2 separate regions of the Sander lucioperca genome follow, and region 2 is linked to region 1. A link is a contact called in public Hi-C data. All regions are on one chromosome and are shown on one strand. The core of a region is the stretch at or near the end of the contact, and the rest is flanking DNA. Distances in the headings are between cores, read along the strand shown. Region 1 holds the start of zgc:113054. Region 2 holds the start of foxp1b (forkhead box protein P1-B).

Region 1 (4,164 bases), core at 447-2,946:
TTTATTTGATTTTAGTATTGTCTTGTAAAGCACTTTCTAACATGTTTTGATTGAAAAGTGCTATATAAACAAATGTATTATTATTACTGGAAGGGCAATGTAGCATATGTTATGTTTCCAGCTATCACATGGTTTTTCTGATTTTCTTTGTGTGGAGATAAATGATATATTTGCAATTTGAAAACGTCACGTTTTGGTTTTAGGAAACTTATCGGTATTTTTATAGACCAAATAATTCATTGAATAATTGAAAAAAAAAGAACTGGCAGATCATTAGATAATAGACATCATGTATAGTTGCAGCCCTACAGCTATCCAGCTAAAGTTTCACTATTCAATACATTTTTACAATAGATCAAAGGAGTGTGTGTAATGTGAAATGGCTCGCTAACAGTGACAAACCCACAGAGTTAGCCCCTGACTATCCATCAGCTCTGTGTTGCATTTTAGTCTATTTTGGATCATTTTTTGGTTTTCCATCCTGCTGTAAGGAGCCATTTTCTTACTATACAGAAACACGACTCCATATTAAAGGTAATGTTGTGCATGTATTTATTTGATTTAAGTATTGTCTTGTGAAGCACTTTGTAACATGTTTAAATGGAAAGTGCTATATAAACAATAGGCTATTATTATTATTACTGGAAGTGCAAATAAGTAATGGCGCTAACATGTGTTCCATACGTTTTTAAGCTGACAAATGTCAACGTAGTTGTGATATTAATAAATATGCATATCTTTCGGTAATAAGTAGGGAAATTACGTTCTATAGTGCATCATTACATTCAAGTGCAATAATTAGTTATTCTAGTGCAATATAAGGGCAAAGTGGCATTGTATTAATTTATTTATTTCACTTAGAACGTGTTGTTGGCTGTCAATCATTTTTATTTAATATAAATTCAGTTTATTCAAAACATTTTAAGCGAGAAATAGGCCGTGCAGTTGCTGAATCTGTCTTCATTTCAGATCGACAAAGGTCAGTTTAAAAGATTTTCGTCAGATTTTGAGAGACTCATTCTCAGTCACGCTCATCCCGCTTGTCATTTCCGGGTTAGCACTCCACCAATCAGATTGGTCATTGAGTCCGACTGCCCGCCTTCCGATTCAACATGTCAAATCGGTCCAAATGAAGGCCGACGGCTCCTCTGACTGAGACGGCATGGAACACACCAAACAGACTCGAGTCACTGACCTCGCCAGACTGTCCGACGGCCGATAATCGGGTTGGTGTGTCAGCGCCTTTACGTGTCCCAGTCTTTTCAAGCACTCTCTAACCCGATTTCACGTTAAAGTCCCTGTTGAGTGATCCCTCAGGTCGCCGTAGGAGAAAGGGGGCACAGTGCCCCGGGAAAGAAGTGAAAGAGAGGGAGGTTAATATGTTAATAAAGCATTTGGCTGGTGTTTAACTGGATGCACCGTGTGCGTTGCTGATTTTCTTATGAAACCAAGCTAGGCGGACCTAACAGTTGGTTACAGAACTGATCAGAAGCAGCCCGGGTCCGCTGTCTATTTTTGTATTTTTTTGTATTGTTTCAATAACAATGTAGCCTGGGTAAACTAGTAACAATGGCCAATAGATATGAATGAACTAGGAAACCCTATTTGGTAACATTACTGTGGTCCGCATGAGACGTTTTTCTGAGAGTCTGTGAATGTCTGTCTCCAACACGAACGTCCCTTTACGGCACTCGCCTAGAGTGCAAGCTATCAGTCCCTCCCCTCACTCAACAATTTGCATAGTTGTTGTGATATAACAGAAGTCCCTTACCACGTTGGCAGATAGACTTCCGCTGTGGCTGCAGAAATCGTCACGCCCATAAACCAACCGCGCACCATGCCAGCCGAAAAAGGTAAGAAAAATACTTATTTTTGGCATTGTGTCAGGATCAAAGTACGGTAAATATCACTAGGACTTACACGTTTAATTACTTTAGGAACCAAACTCCACTGGAGTGCAGTTGCCTATGTATCTGCGCGTCCCTTATCAGACCGAATGTAGCCAGCTGCAGCCATAAGCCTGTTTAGATCGTGGTCATAAGAAGTCATAAGTTGTTACGCTAAGAAAAATGCATAGGCTACAATAATGTAAAAAGTACATCATACATAGCCCTGTGTGTGTGTGTGTGTGAGTGAGTGTGTGTGAGTGAGTGAGTGTGTGTTTGTGTGTGTGTGTGTGTGTGTGTGTGTGTGTGTGTGTGTGTGTGTGTGTGTGTGTGTGTGTGTGTGTGTGTGTGTGTGATTACGTATAAGTGGGCGTCTTATTTATGAGCTCTATTCAAACCATTTGAACATGCTTTTGGAATAATGTAGGTAAACTTCTTTCTTTTGAAGTAACACAGATGTTGAATCATTAGGGCTGATAATACTACTCAGTCAATCTATTAGTCAATTAATCAAATTATTTGGCAACATTTTTTTTATAACAAATTCATATTCCAGCTATTAATTACATGGTTTTGCTGATTTTCTTTGTGTGGAGATCACAATTCATCAAATAATTGAGAAAATAACGGGCAGATAACTAGATAATGAACATCATTTATAGTTGCAGCCCTACATCATATAGTCTGTAGCAGCAAAGAGCAGTAGAAAATTAAGTTGATTACTAAACTAAAATTACATTGTTATTCCCCCAGTTCCTGACACCCCAGTGGAAGTCCTTGTGGAGCTCCTAAAAAAAGCCAAGGAGATAGCTGCAACGAGTGGCAATGTGCCAGAGGAGCTGACATGTCAGTTGCAGAAGGCTCTGGACATAGCCAGCGGTCTGGATGACTACCTGGAGCTAATGACCACACAGGAAAGTGAACCTCTAGCAGAGCTATATAGGTATGTCTTGGTTTCCTAAACATAATCATCTATAGTGCAAAATACTACTGTGTGAGTTAAATATGTTAATACTTTCATTCATACTTGTAGAAAAACAATTTCCCATGACTGGAAACAAGTGCACAAGGAGGGCAAAACTATGTTCCAGCTTCCCAAGGAGTGCATCACTGGACATGTCGAAGGTTGAAGGACATTTACATGTGTACTGCTCATTGCCATTTTATTCACTGGTTTACCATATTGCCATAACTTGCTCTTGGGTGTTTTTTTAATTTTTTTTTGGCAGGCCAGACCCTGAAGATGCTGATCCACATAAGTCAAGCTAAGAGGGTTCTAGAGATTGGGATGTTTACCGGCTACAGTGCACTGTCCATGGCTGAAGGTCTTCCTGAGGACGGCTGCTTAGTTGCCTGTGAGTTAGAGCCATACCTCAAAGACTTTGCTCAACCCATTTTTGACACGTCTCCACATGGCAAGAAGATTACTGTCAAGACTGGGTCCGCCATGGACACCCTAAAGGTGAGAGAAGACACCTTATTCATTATTGAGGGACTGTCATCTGTATGGACTGAAAAAATGAATTAAGACATTTATGTAGCGCTTAGAGTGTGGAGCTTTTACATATAAATGAACGTCTGCTACGTTCAAGCCCTTGCTAAACTAGTCATCACACAATGCTGATTAAGCCTATCACAGCTGGGGAAAGCTCTCTCTATTTCTCACTATACCGGAGTTGTGGTGTCTGGTTTCGGTGGCGACGTTCCTGCGCTGGCACACCGAAAGAACGAGTAGTGTATTCATTTTGCAACAACTTCATTACATGAGCAGTACACGGTGTGCCGTTAACCAACCTTGCTGACTCACTCACAGTTCTTCACAGATTAGCGGCTTATTCTGGCTCTCTGATTGGTTACACTGTTTCTCAGTCTACCTGTATTACCTGCTTTTCTTAAGCATGTAGCAGTGTTCATGTAATTACTCTCACTGCCAGAGGGGGGAGACAAAAGTTCTGCACTCCAGCTTTAAAGTTTACAATAGTAGTAACTGTGTGTTATGCTTGGTGCTTCGCATAATGAAAGCAGGCAAGAGATGACACTGACTCTTCTTTTTTTGGTGTTACTGTAATCAGTTAACAGACTGTGGGGCACATGGCCAGTTTCCTAATAACTCTCTGTCCCTTCCAGGAATTGGCTGCTGCAGGAGAGCAGTTTGACATGGTCTTCATTGATGCTGACAAGGATAATTACATCAACTACTACAACTTTATTCTCGACAACAATCTGCTGAGATTGCGAGGGGTCATGTGTGTAGATAACTGCCTGTTCAAAGCCAAGG
Region 2 (4,498 bases), core at 138-2,637, 270 kb after region 1:
CTTATAATACTGTATGTAGGCCCTATATATATATATATATATATATATATATATATAAAAACTGCACAGTAAAATTCATTATCATACCTGTTAGCGATGTCCATTTGTCTGTAATACACCTGTAATAAAATATTAATTTAAATAGAATAAATCTAAAATTGACTGCTTTGAATGTATTTTTACAATTTGTGCATTCCTTTGTACAGTGCATTAGGATACCACATAACGTTAATCTACTTATACACTATAGCAATATTAGGTCAGTTTTAAATTTAACTAAGTCTATTTTTCCCAGTTGATATTAAAATGCTCTGTAACTTCAGCCTATATTTACAGTTAAGAAAACGTCAAACTTTAATCCACCCCATGTCTGACTCTAAACCGCTCCGTTTAAACTTTGAGCAATAAAGTTAAATAAAGCATGTCACAAACTTTAACTTTTGTTGAGGTGTGAATTTCAGTTGTGACAGCTATCAATACGATTTTGCTCTTTAAATCCTTTGTGTTAACGAAAAGTTGACTATGAGATGAATATCCGCTTTAAATGTAGTGTATACTCATAAATAAATAGATAAAAGTTGACCTGCCCGTTAGCTAAAACTTACAGTTATAATAGCAATAGTTTCGGGGCAGTTGTAATGCCTTCCTCCGGTCTTTCGGAGTTTGGAGGACTGCTAACACGTGGGGTAAAGCTCCCTCCCTGGTCCTAACGTTACTCAAAAGAAATCACGGCACTCAAACTTCCCTTTCACCGTGTAAACTAAACAACTTTTACGGCTGTATCCGTAACAGGTAGCTAGTAATTAACTGTTAACCGGCTATCATCAACCAGCACTTTAGAACCAACTGGTTATAAAAGGTGCATTTCCCCCGGGGTCTCATGAGCAACGTACGTTAGCCTCAACTAAGTTTAGAAACCCAACTTTCCAAAAAAGTGGAGGATACAACACTCGTAGTAACAAAACCACTCCTGTTACAGAGACATTAAACGGCGCTACCAAGCAGCCTACATGCTAATAATACAGGTGTTTGTTTATTTGTTTATTTCGCTAATTGTAACCATTGCAGAAAACAGCAGCAAAGCGCGGAGACAAACTCCGTGTGTGCGTGTGTGTTTGAGTGCAGCATTTCTCTATATATACGATACAGCAAAGCTAATGTTAACATAATAGTGAAACTTACCAGAATGGAAAACGCTTTACAGCAGCTAACAGGCGCACGCGGAGGGGTACCGATTTGCTAGTATTCAAACCGTGCACGCGAGCTTGTGTACCGAGAACGCATGCGAGAACAAATCACACCGTAAACACCGCACGTAAATAGGCTATTACTCCGCCCGCTGGTGTTGGTGGCGAGGTGGTGGTGGAGGTGGAGGTAGTGGGGGGGGGGGGACTATAACTAACTAACTTAACTACAAGGAGAAAGAGATCATCTTACCGAGGGCGTCGAGAAAAAAAAAAAAAAGAAAGAAGCAAAATGTGGACTTTCACACTCGCTGCCTCCCACTTTGCCTCGCAGAGATAGGCACGAGCTCCTCTCTTAATGTTGTTATTAGATTTCAACACGCCGAGAAAAGAAGGAGGAAAAAAAAAAAAGGAAGAATCGCGGATTTGGATGTTGTTGTTTTGCTGTCCAAGTCCGTGACGTCATATCCACCTGCTCGTAAACAACGTTCGTTGCATCGCAGTTCCTTCACAGAAACATCATCGTAGTCACACAAGTACAATTCAGCAGCACTTAGTGGGTCCTTTCTACGGGGAAATGTAATGATATGCATTAGTTTTAGCTGAAAGTGTGACAGGAGAGAGGGGGGGCTGTCAGAAAAGCTAAAATGTCTAAGCTGACTAATTACAACCGAGGCAGAATGAACTTATTATTTCAGAAAATTCTCCTGTCTTTTTTTTTTTGGATCCGAGGTTCATCATAACTGTTCGCAACCCTCACTGCAGAAAAATGAAATGCTTTGACATCATCATCAAATATGTTTTAATCTCAACTGTGAGGAGTTTTAACTATTTAAGGAGGTGGTTTTTATGGTTTTAAAAATGACAGTGTAGATAACAAGAGTGCAGGTTCTCTCGGTTTGGTGTGGTTATATTTTCTGGCATGTGGGCCAATTTCTTCATAACATTTTGAATGGGGGACATTACCTGCATGTAAATTTCAACAAAGTTATTAAGAATCTCTGCTTAGCATATTTATTTATATTTGTGGTTGAAAAGTTGTGTGGACTCCTAAACAGTCTGTCTGTCACAAGAAGAGCAAAAACATGATGACAGTAATTAAAATCTCTGTCACTTACCCCTGAAGACGAGAATTATCATGGGCCAGCTCAACAGTCCAGTTAACACTCATTGTAAAGCAACATTAATTTAACCTCAAGAGAAAATATTTGAAGTCGTTTTTTTGTCCTTGATCAAGGTCTGAGAAGCACAGCTCATTTAGCTGTAAATGGCATTACATTTATCACGTCTGCATCTGGGGGCAATGCTGCTCATCAACCCGCTCAGGAAAGTCTGTTTCTTAGTCGAGAGCGCCACCCTCTGACCAGGATCAGTCAGAATCAGAATCTGAGTCAGAATCAGATTTATTGGTCCAGGTTTTCGTAAACAAACAAGGAATTTTGACTCCGGTTAATCTTTGCTCTCAAAGTACAACACTCACTTAACCTATAAAGAATAAAAACAGAAAGGACAGCAAGAAATATTAAAAAAAATACTGTTAAGTATGCAGTATAACGATAAAATAGAATTTACAAATTTACAAGAAATATACAATAACAATTGAAGAGAGGGAAGGAATAGTATATCAGTATAGTCTGAGATTTAAGATTTCAATATAAATATAGTGCAAGGCAGTTCAGTGCAATGGTAATATATTAATAGCAATATTGTAATTGTAAGATTGAAATAGTAATGATGTAGATGAGCAGAACAGTGTTGATTGACTTAGTTCAGTGTAAGGGTGGGGGCTAATTCTGAGCGTTCAACAGAGAAACAGTAACAGGAAACAACCCTATAATATTTCCACAGAATAACCATTTAATCTGTAGTATGTGAGTATATGAGGACTTTACTTCATATTATCAATCATCTCTTGTGTTATTATACTTTATCGTACCTACATGTTTTTTGTAATATCCTTCTAGCATGTTTTTTTTTTTTTTTTTACCAACACAGTCTTACGTTCCTCTGGTCAGGCATGTTACTTATTGAGCTTCAAATTAAAACAATAATGCTTGGATACTTTAGCATAGTATTAACAACAATAAACCACTAAAAATGTTGCTATTCTTTTTTCTTTTTTTTTTGGGTTCAATCATTTATAGGTTCCAAAAATTTTGGATTTAAAAAAAAAAAAAAAATTATGTAGCCTATTATTTTTTATGTTTTATATGCAATGTACTGTGTTTCACATGAGTTACTGTAACGGCTCAGCGACTGGCACCAAACACAATATAAACAACTCTTAATTCATAGTAACAGGAAAACACAAACTGTCCTATTTCCTGTTACATGCATACTGTGGAAAACACTCACACATTCCTTGGGTCTTGAGCCTATGAACATTTTAGAGACATGCAGTACATTTAACAACAATTTTAACACAAGAGAATTGATACAAAAAATTTTAAAAAAGGGGGACATGTCATGAGGGCTCAAAGTAGTCATATAGTAATATGTCTTTATTCCCACTGTAAAGCCGCAGTGGTTGTATATGTTGTAGCAGTCACACAGACATGCACCAGTCACTGCATGGCCTACAACCACAATGTTGTGTTTAATGACCTCAGGGGCCCATGAAGCCACAGCAACACAGATGTCCTCTGAGCCATTCGACTGATAAGTACAAAGCAGCAGAGTTGAATTCAAACCTATGAATTGGGGCAGGCAACACTAATTCACATACAGCCAGAAGTGAAAATTCAAATCTATGAAGAATTACATTACGCATTACCATAAAATCTACCTGTGGTGTCGTTATAAGCAAGGCAGCATTAGAAAACTCATAGTGGCTTATAATGACAGCGTGAGGCTGCTGCTGAGAGCTCCAAGAAGCTCTAGTTCAAGCCATATGTTTATCAGTGTCGGGGTACCTAACCTGATGTATAGATTTATGTGTAGGGTATCTGAGACAGAAAACAACTTAATCGCTGTTTTGGCTAACCCTGTACGCAGTTCTGTCAGATTTTCTTCCAGACTGTGGAACCATTGGCGAATATGTCTGTATGTTAGATACTGAACGTTGTGGAAGGCTTTGTATTGTTGTATTTTTTTATTCTTTCTCTTTATGTTTTACTCTGTGTGTTTCTTATTGTGATATGGATCCCACTGGGTCTGAAATAGAGAATAAAGTAGTTCTTAACATGAAAGATTTGACCTTTTGACACTCCTTAGAGAAATCAACTACTAAATTATTCTTATTTGGCTTTTGAATGTGTCTGTTTTAGTCAGTGGTGAATTTATGATGGCATTCATCTTCGTGAAATGTTATCTGT

What was found. Hi-C and Micro-C count contacts between places; a contact is called where the count stands out from the background.
Region 2: a contact with region 1 is called in a Hi-C map of liver, with 4 times the contacts expected there. The contact joins the promoter of foxp1b here to the promoter of zgc:113054 in region 1. A contact is called at or near these places in 2 of 2 Hi-C or Micro-C datasets (liver and muscle).

Annotation. Positions count from the first base shown.
Region 1 is chr6:41,098,487-41,102,650 of SLUC_FBN_1.2, forward strand. zgc:113054 reads left to right here and starts at 1,697. Exons shown (of 11, transcript XM_031280028.2): 1 at 1,697-1,853; 2 at 2,640-2,829; 3 at 2,920-3,011; 4 at 3,116-3,348; 5 at 4,014-4,164. The coding sequence starts at 1,838.
Region 2 is chr6:41,365,812-41,370,309 of SLUC_FBN_1.2, forward strand. It overlaps foxp1b (forkhead box protein P1-B), which reads right to left and starts at 1,388. Exons shown (of 20, transcript XM_036001752.1): 1 at 1,183-1,388.